3 separate regions of the Mus musculus genome follow, and all the other regions are linked to region 2. A link is a contact called in public HiChIP or PLAC-seq data. All regions are on one chromosome and are shown on one strand. The core of a region is the stretch at or near the end of the contact, and the rest is flanking DNA. Distances in the headings are between cores, read along the strand shown. Region 1 overlaps Gm13822 (predicted gene 13822). Region 2 holds the start of Mlec (malectin). Region 3 overlaps Hnf1aos1 (a long non-coding RNA gene).

Evidence for each region. HiChIP or PLAC-seq counts read pairs in DNA pulled down with a chosen protein or histone mark.
Region 1: a contact with region 2 is called in an H3K27ac HiChIP or PLAC-seq map of large pre-B cells, with 2.9 times the contacts expected there. The contact joins the enhancer-like site here to the promoter of Mlec in region 2. A contact is called at or near these places in 14 of 39 promoter capture datasets (the 3T3-L1 cell line, 3T3-L1-derived adipocytes, the C10 cell line and 9 more), 5 of 115 datasets of contacts at active chromatin or transcription factors (embryonic stem cells, large pre-B cells, memory CD8 T cells and 2 more) and 3 of 9 other capture datasets (adipose tissue, liver and pancreatic islet).
Region 3: a contact with region 2 is called in an H3K27ac HiChIP or PLAC-seq map of trophoblast stem cells, with 19 read pairs. The contact joins the enhancer-like site here to the promoter of Mlec in region 2. A contact is called at or near these places in 4 of 39 promoter capture datasets (the 3T3-L1 cell line, cranial neural crest, hippocampal neurons and 1 more), 5 of 484 Hi-C or Micro-C datasets (cortical neurons, embryonic stem cells, inguinal white adipose tissue and 2 more), 20 of 115 datasets of contacts at active chromatin or transcription factors (T-cell acute lymphoblastic leukemia, bone marrow-derived macrophages, craniofacial prominence and 11 more) and 4 of 9 other capture datasets (adipose tissue, embryonic stem cells, liver and 1 more).

What each region holds. Positions count from the first base shown.
Region 1 is chr5:114,914,161-114,918,920 of GRCm38.p6, reverse strand. Gm13822 (predicted gene 13822) reads left to right here. Exons shown (of 2, transcript NR_166682.1): 2 at 1,332-1,603. Among named protein-coding and RNA genes, the nearest start is that of Gm13822, 5.7 kb to the left of the region's middle. Within about 2 kb of position 1,985, at least 44 of the 459 cell types and tissues checked have an H3K27ac peak or open chromatin away from gene starts, as enhancers often do. A contact at or near this core is called in the HPC-7 cell line, adipose tissue, hematopoietic stem and progenitor cells and 1 more, where this site is marked.
Region 2 is chr5:115,156,270-115,160,903 of GRCm38.p6, reverse strand. Mlec (malectin) reads left to right here and starts at 2,728. Exons shown (of 5, transcript NM_175403.3): 1 at 2,728-3,101. The coding sequence starts at 2,870. Gm35465 (a long non-coding RNA gene) reads right to left here and starts at 1,405. Exons shown (of 2, transcript XR_387598.3): 1 at 51-1,405.
Region 3 is chr5:114,995,161-114,999,589 of GRCm38.p6, reverse strand. Hnf1aos1 (a long non-coding RNA gene) reads right to left here. Exons shown (of 6, transcript XR_878697.3): 6 at 1,664-1,825. Among named protein-coding and RNA genes, the nearest start is that of Sppl3, 14 kb to the left of the region's middle. Within about 2 kb of position 2,074, at least 20 of the 459 cell types and tissues checked have an H3K27ac peak or open chromatin away from gene starts, as enhancers often do. A contact at or near this core is called in trophoblast stem cells, where this site is marked.

The DNA.
Region 1 (4,760 bases), core at 736-3,235, 240 kb after region 2:
GACTTGTCAGAAGCCCAGGTAGAAGAAAGGAGTAGAGTTACTGGTGAATGTTGTCTCCTTTGGTGCTGACGCAGTCATTTTCCACTCTGCCCCACAGTTTTGAGTCCTTAGCTCTCAGTACTTACACCTCGGGTTCTCCTGACTAAATCATACTAATACTTTCCCTGGGTCTTTAGCATGCAGCCTACATAATCCTATGATCATGTGATCATATGAGCTAGTTCTCAAAACAGTCCTCTTTCCTGCCCATCTCCTTTCCATTAGTCCTGTTTCTCTGGAGAATCCTGGCTAACAGCCCAGGATTAACTACTTTATGTTTGGTTTTTCTTAAGAATTATTTATTTATATGAGTACACTGTCGCTGTCTTCAGCCATGCCAGAAGAGGGCATTGGATCCCATTACAGATGGTTATGTGGTTGCTGGGAATTGAACTCAGGACCTCTGGAAGAACAGTTAGTGCTCTTAACCGCTGAGCCATTTCTCCAGCCCTTTGTTTTTTCAAGCTAGGGTTTCTCTGTGTAGCCCTGGCTGCCCTGGAACTCATTCACAGAACCAGCCTGGCCTGGAAACCAGAGATCTGCCTGCCTCTGCCTCCAGAGTGCTGGGATCAAAGGTGAGTGCCACCTTGGCTCAGCACCACCCCATACCACCCATACCCCCCTCCTGCCTTGTTTTTGTTTTTAAGATAAGTTGTCTTACTCTCTAGCCTAGGCTGGCCTCAAACTACCTATGTATGTAGCCCTGGCAATTCTGAAACTCACGGTAATTCTCCTGCTTCAGACTACTGAGCTCTGGGGTTACAGATATGAGCCGTCACCTGGTCTTAACTTGGTTTTGCTCAAACTATATCCATTTAGGGTTCTGTCTCTTGTAGCCCTGAGGACCCTAAGATGGATAAGCTTGGTTGTCAACGTGGCTAGCTCTAGAGTCGACTAAAAGGCAAGCCATTGGGCATTCTTGTAAAGAGTTTTCTTTAAAATCAAGTCATTTGAGTAGGAACGATGACCCACCCAAAACATAAGTGGCTTGTTCTGGCATCAGCCCAGAGAGAAGAAATCTGCATTCTGCCCGCTTGCCCTTGCTCTAGGAAGTCTGTCGGTGTGGCACTTTTCACTGATATTAGAACCAACTTCTTCTTCTTCCTTTTTTGTTTTTAAAAGAAGATTTATTTATTTATTTTATGTATATGAGTAAACTGTAGCTGTATTGATGGTTGTAAGCCACCATGTGGTTGCTGGGACTTGAACTCAGGACCTTCAGAAGAGCAGTCAATGTTCTTAACCGCTGAGCCATCTCTCCAGCCCTAGAGCTAACTTCTTTGGGATTCTAGCATAGGCTGATGACCAGCAGCTGACAGACAGAGGCAGCTGAGAGAGCCAGCTTTGTGGCCCAAGGCTGGCATTGGAGTGGACCCTGAATGATGGCTCTTCTCTCCGACGCTCCAGCGATCCTGAGAGTGAAGAAGTGGAGCATGCTCGGAACTTGGTGGACTTGTGGAAGTCTGAGGAAACTCAGATTCTTGGCCTCTCCAGTGTGAGGCAGCCATGGCTGAACTACCTGGACCACACCCTAAGCCAATCTAATAAATCCTCCTTTAATATCTGTGTGGTCTGTTTGTTGTTCTGATCCTTTAGGGAACTTTGGCTGATAGAAATTCTTTTTTTTTTTTTTTTTTACGATTTTATTTATTTGATGTATGTGAGTACACTGTAGCTGCCTTCAGACACAGCAAAAGAGGGCATCAGATCCCATTACAGATGGTTGTGAGCCACCATGTGGTTGCTGGGATTTGAACTCAGTGCTCTTAACCACTGAGCCATCTCTCCAGCCCCACCGCTAGAGAGTCTTAAAGGAACAAATGGACAGTGGGCACAGGTGATCAGCAAACTGGAGGTGTCCTGAGGGGGTGGGGCCCTGGCTGGGGAGAAAGGGAAGTAAGCCCAGGGTACAGAGGAAATGGAGGGCTCATTGTTCAAGCTGCTTCCTTCTTGAAACTGTAGCATTTCCTTCTTTAATCTAGATCAAAGTCCCTGGCTTCCCTTCATGGCACCAGGCTCATTCGAGCTCCGATCTCCACTCTAATGCCAGAGAAGTTTGCAGAAGGTTTTGTGGGTGAAGCAGGAGGCGGGACTCTGAGGATGGTTCAGTGGATGGAAGTGTTGCCCGGTGCCCTGAGTTCAGGTCCCTAGAACACATTCAAGAGGAGTGTAGTAGCACAAGCTCTGTAATCCCAGAGTGTGACACACCCACAGAGGGACGTGGAGATGGGACACTCTCCAGAGGCCCACAGCCCAGTCAGCCTGGCCTGTGTGGTGGTGAGGAATCCTGTCTTCCAAACAAAGTGGAAAGGTAAGGGCTGGCGCTTCAAGTCATGGAGTTCCAGAGGTGCACAAACACATATGCACACACACACACACACACACTCACACACACATACCATACATATATGCATACCCTCGCACACATACACATCATATACACACACCATACACAAACACACACACATCATACACACAAACATACATCATATACACATCACACACACACATATACATACCCTCACACATACACACATATGCATACCCTCATACACATACCCATCATACATACACATATACCATACACAAACACACATCACACACACACACGCACACACGCACATCATACATACACACACACACACACAAAACACACTCTCCCTCCCTGCTAAAAAAAGAACCAAATTCAACAAACAAAACAGGAGAGATTCCTCTTCTAGGAATTATGGGCACAACAAACAAATATAAAGACAATGCAAATTTATGCATAAGATGCAAATGATCTCCACTGCCAGAACTTAATCACATGGTCACACTCAGGGCAAGGGAGACAGGGAAGTGTAGTTTTTAGCCTTTCACAATGTGTCTACCTTAAAGTTGCGTTACTAGGAAGGAGAGAGAGGTAGAAAAGCGATGGCGAGAAACAGAAACTGCTGTCTCATCTTTTCTCTGCTTTTGTCCTTTGGCTCCAGCACAGAAGTACATGTAGGGAGATCAGCCAGGTCGGCAAGGACACAGCTCTTTAACGTTCCATCCATGCCAGGTCTAGGACATGGGAAGGGGAACTCAGAGCAGAAAGAAAAGCAATTAGTGACAACTGCTTGCTGTTAGAGTCACTGAATTTTTGTTTGTTTGTTTTTGTTCTTTTTTTGTTTTTTGAGACAGGGCTTCTCTGAGTAGCCCTGGCTGTCCTGGAACTCACTCTGTAGACCAGGCTGGCCTCGAACTCAGAAATCTGCCTGCCTCTGCCTCCCAAGTGCTGGGATTCAAGGCGTGTGCCACCACTGCCTGGCCTGATTTTTATTTTTAATTGTCTGTGATGTATATAGGTTTTTTTTGTGTGTGCGCATCTGTGTGTATGTGTGTGTATGTATGTGCTATGCTTGTATGTATGTGTGTGTGCCCTGTGTGTATGTTTTGTGTGCCATGTATGGGTATATATGTGCTGTGCTTGTATGTAGGTGTGTACCGTGTATGTGTATATATGTGTTCGTGTGTGTTTCTATATATGTATGTGTGTACATGTATGTTTATGTGTTTGTGTATGCCGTGTGTGTCTGTTTATGTGTGTTTGTGTGTATATATATGTGTGTGCTATGTATGTATATGTTTATGTGTGTGTTTGTACGTTTGTGCTGTGTGTATGTGTGTGTGTGTGTGTGTGTGTGTGTGTGTGTGTATGCATTCTCAGAAGCTAGAAAAGGTTACTGTTGGGTTCCCTGGAGTTGGAGTCGCAGGCAGCTGGGAACTGCCAAGTGTGGGTGCTAGGACTCAAACATGGGCTCCCTGCGAGAGCAGTGTAGGCTCTCAGTCTCTGAGTCACCTCTTCAAGCCTTCGTTCTGAGAGGAGAGCTCACGTTCACACGATGGTGGTGACTGTGGCAGGCAGCACTGGGACGGGGAAGGGAGAGCTGACATCCTGTAGCACAGCATCATGAGGAGGCGGTAATGGCTGCCATCTCTAAACAGATGTACAACAGGTGTTGGTATTCTGTCTAAACTCCACCCCCACAGTTCCTGGCAACAGCCTGGTAGGCTTGGCCCCTCCTCTCTCTCTTACACACTTGCCTCTTGCCCCCTTGTCTCTCTTCATTCCCTTCCCCCCTCTCTCCATGTGGTCATGGCTGGCCTCCACTTATCTACTCTCCCTCTCTCTGCCTTTCTCTGCCTCTACTACCCTCTTAACTCCCCTCCCCATTCCCTAGATAAATTCTATTCTATACTATACCCGTGTGTGTCTGGTCCCTCAGGGGGAAGGGATGCCTCAGCATGGGCCCGTTGAGGCACCCTCTTCCCCCACACCCTGCCAGAACATATTCTTATAGCTCTTTCTCTTTTTATGATCACAGCAGTGTGTCTGCTCTATCAGCAGTTAGGAGAACTTGGTCAGAACCACTGAGCGCTTCTGTTTGTCTTTGCTTGGCCAATCACACCACACACACAGCAGATCTCATGCAAGAGATTTGGGGGGTGGGATGTGGAGGCCCCCTGGGAGTGGGGACAAGAAAGACAGAGAGGGTTGGAGAGAGACAGAGAGGGATGGAGAGGGAGAGAGGGGGGAGGGAGAGAGGGAGAGAGGGAGAGAGGGAGAGAAGGAGAGAGAGAGGGAGAGAGGGAGAGAGAGAGAGGGAGAGAGGGAGAGAGGGAGAGAGGGAGAGAGGGGGAGAGAGAGAGAGAGAGAGAGGGAGAGAGAGAGAGATCCATGATAGGAGGGACTTTTG
Region 2 (4,634 bases), core at 1,479-3,978:
TCAGCCTTTGAATCCAAGTCTCGGTGACCCCCCAAACACTTAAGACTTACTTATTGACATTTAGTCATGTGCTCCGCAGTCCCAGAATGCTCTTGGGCTGGCACGGTAGCCCAGCAGGCACAGGGACTGACTGCCGTCCTCAGCTACAGACTTCCTGAGTTCATCTGGCCTGGCTTCATCTAAAACTAAAACAAAAAGAAGAGGCAGTAAGACAGCCTAGGGTGTACAAGCGCTTGCTGCTGAGCCTGACGACCCAAGGTGATGATGAAACTCATTAACTAGTGTTGTCCTCTGACCTCTACAGCCAAGCTGTGGCGTGTACCTATGTGCCTCCCCCCTACCTTCTGCTTACAAAGAAATGACTTTTCCAAAAGCTTTTTTTAAAAATTCTCTTCCCTTAAAATTTATCTCTTTTATGTCACACAGTCTTAGGACATATGTACAAATATTTTGTATCAGAGAGGGGGAAACTGAGGCACAGAGAGGTGAATTCCTTTACCCGGGTAACATAAGAGACACCGTTCATTTGCATCAAATATGGCCTCACTCACAGGTAGCCAGCCTCACAGCATACGTGGGCTGGAAGCTGAATACTGTTGTGTGGTTCTATACAGGTTACTTCACCATCTTCAACTTTTTAAGTTTCTCATCCATAAAACGGGGGGAACATTTCCTGTTTTTTAGCTTTCTGAGGTGGATATGAGATTCAAGTGTGTGGGAACGGATGGCTGTGGAGAACCTGCTGTCAGGGCCCTGTCTTGGCTACAGTCCTAAGCTTGGCTTTTGGATGGCTTCTTCTTCTTTTTTTTTTTCCAAGTTCTCTTCCGTGTTACCTGCATTTTTCCATAACAAGCATATTGTTTTCGCTGGGCAAGGTAGCACCAGCCTGCTGTTTTAGCTACTCGGAAAGCTGAGGCAGGAGGATCACAAATTTGAGGCCAGTCTGGACAACTTAGCAAGAGACAGAGTCAAAGTCTGGGAATGCACCTCCAGGGTAGGAAGGAACCGTGCTCAGCTCAACCCTGGTTTCCCAGAGGAGAGAGGTGCAGGGCTAGGGAGAGAATTTTCTGAGTAGATGGATGGTGTTTGGGTCAGCAAAGGCTCAAAGCTCTAATGGATGATAGAACTGGGAAGCCACTGAGAGGGGAACGGAGCCCATCTCGGGCTCAGCCCCAGACTGTAGCTCCTGTCACTCTATGAAGGTCACCTGTCCTGAGAGAGTTTTGCGGATTTAGAGAAAACTTTGACCTGGATCTTGGCAGTCCCAAGCAGGGGCTTTAATACCTGTATGTCTACGTGTCACGGACACACAATGAAGGTCAGAAAACCGCGACCCCTTCTTTTTTTTTTAGTTTTTCTCTGTATAGCCCTGGCTGTTCTGGAACTCACTTTGTAGACCAGGCTGGCCTCGAACTCAGAAATCCGCCTGCCTCTGCCTCCCAAGTGCTGGGATTAAAGGCATGTGCCACGACCTCCTGGCCTTTGGGCCCCCACATCCTTAGCAGCCTTAAGGGGACTGGGGGTAAAAAAACCCATGTTCTCTGCCAAAGCAGCTAGCGCTCTAGACACCGAGCCATCTTTCCAGCCTCCTATTTATTGTTATAGAGACAGGATCGCACTCTTGGAGCTCAAGCTGGCCTTTTAAAACTCCCGGTAATCATCCTGCTTTAACCTCTGAGAATACAGGCACGCGTCACCTGGCGTCAGCGCGCCCAGAGTTGTTTTATGTTCCTTTTTCTGAACCTCAAAAATCAAATTCAACCGGGCTTTCCATGTTTTGTCCGCATTATCTGTATGGACAGGATAAGTACTTATGGAACAAATGATTCCACTTCCCCCGCTTGGCTGGGTCGGAAAAATGGGAGTTGAGGCAGATACCCAAGGGCATGGACAATAACGCAGAAGAGCGCTGTGTGAAATGCCAAAGCAGGGAGCTCGGGTCGTGCCAGTGGTCCCCAGCAGGAGGAGGAGGAGGAAGCCCCTAGCTCCACTTAGGTTTCCAGGCCCGCCAGGGACCGTCGCCATGGAGACGCAGGCACCCTGGAGCCCCCTCCCCCTAACAGCCACGCGTTTCCGCTGCGTTGGAGCATTCTGATTGGACGGCCTCCTGGACGCTACCACACACCAAGCGCCTGCTAAGGGGTGACGGTGGGGACCGTATCCTCGCGGGACTCGCGTGTCCCGCCACCTGTTCACATGGCATCCAAGGGAGAGACGGGCCCCGATGCTCCACCCGGGGACAAACCATCGCTCGGCTTGCAAGAGCCTGGGCTCTTGCTTTCTGAGTTGAAGGAGGAGGGATGGAAAAGGCGGCAACGCCCCCTTCTGAGCTGACTCGGTCCCCAGCTCTAGAGCACCGGAAGTGTTGGCGACGTGTCAGTGCGCCCTTCTCTAAACCTTCCCCGGCCCAGGCCACCTTTCCCAGTCGACTGTGGGATTCCGGGGCGGCCTGGGCGCTGCACCCGCCACTTCCGCATGGAACCGCCGCTTCAACCGAACTCCCTCCCTGGGCGCGCGCTCCTTCTCGTGCCCCGTGGTTGGGCCGGAGCCTAGGCGCGGCCACTCCCCTCCCCGGACGCACCAGCCAATGGCGCGGCCGCTCTCGGCGGGGTGGTGGGTAATTCATGAGGGCCTCCCTCTGATTGGCTGAGGCGCTCCGGGCTGAGGGCTGGGCGTCGGGGTAGGTTGCTCCCGAGGTGGGAGGCGGCGCCCCAAGGCCGAGGAGGTGGAGGAGGAGGAGGAGGAGGCCCTGAGAGCGACATGTCCCGGGTTGCCGAGGCAGAACGGTCCGCTGCGCTGTTCTCCTGAGTTGGGGGCGGCCGGCCGAGGACGAGGGTCGGCAGGGGCTGCCCCCGCCGTGGTGGCCGCCATGCTGAGGCCCCGGGGAGCCGAGGGAACCGCTGTGGCGCTTCTCCGGCTGCTTCTGTTGCTGCTGCTGCTGGGACCGAAGCTCCGGGGTCCGGGGCTCGGCGTGGTCGGCGCCGCCGGGGCCGGACTGCCGGAGAGCGTCATCTGGGCAGTGAACGCAGGCGGCGAGGCGCATGTGGACGTGCACGGGATCCACTTCCGCAAGGACCCTCTGGAAGGCCGGGTGGGCCGAGGTGAGAGCCCCTCCGGCCGAGCCTGGGGGGGTCCGCAGCCTGGGAGCAGGGCGCAGCTGCGGGCCTCGAACCCCTTCCTCTCCAGCCGGGAGACCACAGCCTTGGAACGAAGTTTCTCTCTGCAGTGAACCTACCCCCAGCCCCCCAACCCCCCACCCTCCAGGGACCTGGCCAGGACCCAGGGCCTAGCCCTGACTGGAAGCTTCCAAGAGCCATCGAGGCATAGAGTTGGCGAGAAGTTTATATTTAGACCCTTTCTCATTTTACCTTGCCCCAGCCCCTCATCCCACCCAAGCTGGGAATGTAAAAGGCAAGGGTGGCCTTTTGCCTGGCGCCTGGAGGCCTCGCAGGTTGGAGGTCATCGACTCCGCTGCTCTGCCATCCATCGCGACGGTTTCCAGGAGATGCTTTGCCCACCCTACAGATCACCCGCCGTTTTCCGTGCCCCTTCCAAGCCCGGGACTGAGGCTTGATTCTTCGCCAGAACGGCAGGGAGTCTTCGAAGGGGGAATAGTACGGGAAAGTTTGACTGTGGCACCCCTCCCCTCCCCTCCTTTGGAATTTGTATGCTTAAAAGTCAAAGCCACCCGACGGGTGTCGGTATATCGCAGCCCATCCTGCCTATGAGGTCAACCTGTGTAAGGTTTGAGTGTGACCCCCGGGTGATCGTAAGACGTTTGATCCCAGCTTAGGGGGAAAGTGGGTTTTACAGAGTTTCACAGTTCACAACGGCCAAATGAGAATTTTGAGGGCAGATGGTTAAAAATACAGGTTCACAACGGCCAAATGAGAATTTTTGAGAACAGATGGTTAAAAATACAGGTTCCTGGGCAGTCTCTAGACACAGTAGACAAACTTTTTTTTTTTTTTTTAACTTAACTAGCTGGGACTCGGGTCTCTGCCCTAGGCACTTCTGTTATAGGTTACCTTACCCCCCCCCCCCCCAATTCATTCTTTGGAGAAAACCGCTCTAGATTCTTCCATAAGTAGGATTGAAAAACAGGTTTAGAAGGAAAGTCGGGGACTGAAGAGCTGGCTCGGTGGTTAAGAGTGCAGATTGTTCTCTCAGAGAACCCGTTTGATTCCCAGCATCCAGATGATAGCTCAGGATTGTCCATAACTCCATTTCCCAGGGATCCAGTGCGGCTTTCTGACATCCACAGTCACAGGCACACGTGTGCACAGAGAGACATACATGCAGGCAGAACACTACACAAAACTGTTTGAAAAGGTTTTTTGAAAAGGTTTTTCTTGTTTCATGTTCTGGAAGATTGATGCTGTATGCTGGGCGCAGAGGCTGCCTTTGCAGACAACAGGAAATCTCTTTTTTCAGTGTTTGTGTGTGGTTCTTTTAACTTTACTGAAGGTTTCAACTTAGTTTCTCCCAGTTTCTGTGTCGAGATAGTTATATTGTGTGTGTCTTATCTGGATGTTGTGGCACACACCTATAATCTCAGTACCATCAAGGCAGAGGCAGGAGGATCCCTGATTGATGAAAGCCAGTCTGGTTTATCTAGGGAGATCCAGGTCAGC
Region 3 (4,429 bases), core at 825-3,324, 160 kb after region 2:
TACTCCTACTCTGTGGTTGGTTGGAATTGAGCCGGCTGTCCTGTCCCCTCCCTAACTCCTGAGGTGTGTAATCAGGGCAGGGAGGTGTGTTGGATACTCAGGTGAGAGTCCCATGACCCTTTCTGTCCCTCCCTTCTGTGTGCCTAGCCAGTTTGGTCCTAAGAGCCGAGCTGCTGTGGCTCGGAGGATGGTACCGTACTACACGGGGTCTCACGAGGGCCTTTCTAGGGCCCTGGCTGGGCTGGAATTGACTGTGTAGACCATGCTGGTCTCAAACACACAGGGATCCACCTTTTTTTGGGGGGGTGGTGGTGTTTCAAGACAGGGTTTCTCTTGGCTGTCCTAGAACTCACTTTGTAGACCAGGCTGGCCTCAAACTCAGAAATCCACCTGCCTCTGCCTCCCAAGTGCTAGGATTAAAGGTGTGAGCCACCACCGCCGGGCTGGGATCCACCTTTTTAATGTGTGTCCTGGAGATGGAGTTCAACTCCTTTTCCTTGACTAACGAGCCATCTCCTGAGTTGGAAGCTTGCACTATTTTTCCCTGAACTGCCCCATCCATTCACAGTTAAGGGAGACCAAAGCGCACAGAGGTTAAAGATTCCACCCGAGGTCACACAGCAAGGAGACAACTGCAAAGTTTGTGTAACTTTGCCACATTTTTTTCTCAACTGAAGCATTAAAAAAAAAAAAAAATCAGTCAAGGGGTGGAGAGATTGCTCAGCTCCAGGTGAGTCCTGTACTACGGGACCGTGTTCAGTGCAGTCAGACCCGAGATTTTTGTTTCTGTGGAAATTTGGAAACCTGAAACGTTTATATGCGATTTCCAGACAAATCATAAGTCTGGATATGCGGAGCGGTGGAGGCACACGCCTTTAATTCCAGCACTCGGGAGGCAGAGGCAGGTAGATTTCTGAGTTCGAGGCCAACCTGGTCTTCAAAGTGAGTTCCAGGACAGCCAGAGCTACACAGAGAAACCCTGGGGGGGGTGGGGGGGGGTTGGAAAGAGGACAAAAGATGCTGGTGAACTCTGAAAGAATTCTGCTTAGGAATTGCATAGGGTTCAGCTCAGGACTTCTGTTTGTTTTGCTTTTATCTCGGGCAAGTGAGGTTTTAAAAAGTAACAGATTTCCCGCAGAAGGGAGGGGTCCAGAAAATGGGTTGGCCCGTTGATTTATTTTTATTATTGTATATGGATGTGTGCATATGTGCGCATGTGCACGTGCTTGTGTGTGTGCACAGATATCTGTGAAGGTCAGAATGGGGCATCAGGTCCCCTGGAGCTGGAGACATAGGTAGCTGTGATCCACTTGACATGGGGGCTGGCCACTGAACTCCTGTCCTCTAAGAGAGCAGTGAGCACTGTTGACCCCTGAGCCACCTCTCCAGTCCTGACCTATTTTTCTGCTTCTTTTGCTTTGTTTTGTTTTTAAATCGCTGTACTCTGTGTAGGTTCTGAACAGACCCTCCTTCTGGGGCAGGAGGAGGAGGAGCAGAGAGTAAGACACAGGTGATGGAAAGGTGTATCATACTTCAGAAAATATTCTTTTAAAAAAAAGATTTATTTATTTATTATATGTAAGGACACTGTAGCTGTCTTCAGACACACCCGAAGAGGGCATCAGATCTCATTACAGATGGTTGTGAGTTACCCTGTGGTTGCTGGGATTTGAACACAGGACCTCCGGAAGAGCAGTCAGTGTTCTTAACTGCTGAGCCCATCTCTCCAGCTCCCAGAAAATATTCTTGACTGCTTATCGGCATGTGAGGGTCCCAGTCTGTTACAGTCTCCACTTGCCGATGACAGAGTCTGATTTTAGGGAACCTAGGCAGAAAGGAATTGGTTAGGGGGAATAACTGGGATCTCAGGGGCGTGGCTAGGATCAGTAAATTTGCACTCCCCGCTCCCCACCCCACCCCTCAGAGCCCAGTGGCTAGAGCCAGAGCTAAGTCTTTTTACCCACCACTACCGGGGCTGGGACTCTACAACTGCTTTCCTGGGCAGCCAGACTATGGGAAGACCCGTCTGATTGCTTTGTTCTACAAGATAGGGCAAGATCTGATAACTCAGATTCAAAACATGGCTCTTCCTGTTTCAAGAATTCCTTCCCTAGGATGTCATAAACAACCGCTGTCCCTGAGGTCCCAACCACAAGCCAAAGCTCACCCTGGGGGACCCAATGAGCTTGTAAGGCTTAAAGAGCTCAGGGAGAGCAGAAACATGGGCAGACCCCCGACACACACACACACACACACACTCTACCCCACCCCTCACCCAGTAAAAATGATGACTTCCTCATAGTCTCATAGTCGGAGGACTCCTCTGTTCACCTTCCTGCATCTGTATACTCCAACCCCTCCCTGAGACCATGCAAGCCTCATGGAATCAAGATACAACTGCATATATATATATATATATATATATATATATATATATATATACACACACACACACACACACACACACACACACACACACACGCTGGGAGTGAGCCGGGTATAATGATATAATGATGCTTGCCTTTAATCCCAGTACCGGGAGGCAGAAGCAGGCAAATCTCTATGAGTTACAGGTCATCAGCCTGGTCTATGAGATGAGTGTTCCAGGACAGCCAGAGCTACACAGAGAAACCCTGTCTCGAAAAACAAACAAACAAACCCCCCCCCCCCAAAAGAAAGAAAAAACAAAAAATCAAAACTAAACAAACCCCTACTAAGCGTATAAGCGTTAGGAAGACAGCTCAGTGGCTAAGAACAAGCAACAAGACCTAAGTGCAAATCTCCAGGTCCCAAGTTAAAGCCTGGCGTGATCACGTGCTTGTCACCCCAGCACAGGGTCTCTCACGGAGCCTGGACCTCTTGAATTCAGCGGGATGGAGCACGGGTATCCTCCTGCCTCCACCTCCCAGCACTAGGTCACGGGTGTGCGCTTCTACAAACAACTTTTGGTTTCCGGTGGGTGCTGAGGGTCGGAACTCAGGCCCTCCCACTTCCACCGCAAGCCTTTTACCGGCCGAGCTACCCCCACCCCGGCCCCAGTCTCCTGCTCAGAGCTAAAAAACCAACCGCAGCCCGGCAGTGGTGGCGCACACCTTTAATCCCAGCACTTGGGAGGCAGAGGCAGGTGGATTTCTGAGTTCAAGGCCAGCCTGGTCTACAGAGTGAGCTCCAGGACAGCCAGGACTGCACAGAGAAACCCTGTCTCGAAACACCAAAAAAAAAAACAAAAAAAAACAACCGTTCCCGAAACTGTGGACTTGGGTTTGCCTCATGGTTTCTCCCCCTTTGGTTAAAGCCCTGTCACATGTGTCATTCAAGTTGTTTCTGTCACCTCCTTCCCTTTATGACTTAACTATACATCTTTTTTTCCCGGAACACTAGTTACCATCTGATGGATGAAAAATACCAGGCTTGGGGTTGGGGATTTAGCTCAGTGGTAGAGCGCTTGCCTAGCAAGCCCAAGGCTTTTTCGGTCCTCAGCTCCGGAAAAAGGAAAAAAAAAAAAAAAAAAAAAAAAAAACTTTGCCAGGCGTGGTGGCGCACGCCTTTAATCCCAGCATTCGGGAGGCAGAGGCAGGCGGATTTCTGAGTTCGAGGCCAGCCTGGTCTACAGAGTGACAGCCAGGGCTATACAGAGAAACCCTGTCTCGAAAAACCAAAAAAAAAAAAAAAAAAAGAAAAAAAAGAAAAATACCAGGCTTTTTTTTTTCCTGTATAAAGTACTCAGTGAGAGCATGGATGTGATTTGTCTTAGTCCCCACCTGGGCTTTGGAACAGACATATCATTATATGATACGTGTCAGCTATTATATAATAAAATGGCCATCTGTTGTTTTCATTGTTGTTGTTTTTTTGAAAGAGTCTTGCTAGGTAGGCCCACAGGGCCTGGAATTCACTTTGTAGACTAGACTGGCTTTGAATTTAAAGCAATTTCCCTGCCTCCGGCCCTTGATTTCTGACTACAGGCAGTCACTGCCACACCCACTATAGAGCCTTTTTAAAAATTAGATTGACTTTATTCTACGTGTGACTGTTTGACCTGCATGTATGTGTGTGTACCACGGCTGTGCTGAGAATCGAACATGGGTCCTCTCAAAAGCAACTTTTTTTTTTTAATTACTTTGTACCATGTTGCATCTCCCCAACTCTGCCACAGACATTTTAATAACAACTTTAAGCTTTTTCTTAGATTTGCTATTTATTTATGTGTACGTGGACTTGTGCACATGTGTGCAGGTACCTAAGGAGACCATAAAAGGGCACCAGGGGGCCCCACAGCTGGAGTTACAGGCAGCTGTGAGCCACCTGATGGAACGCAAGTCCTCTGCAAGTGCGTGCTCTTAAAAAACGGAGCCATCTCTCTAACCCAGTGTGGCTCTGTACTACTGGCTGACCTGTATTGCAGAGAGAGAGAGAGAGAGAGAGAGAG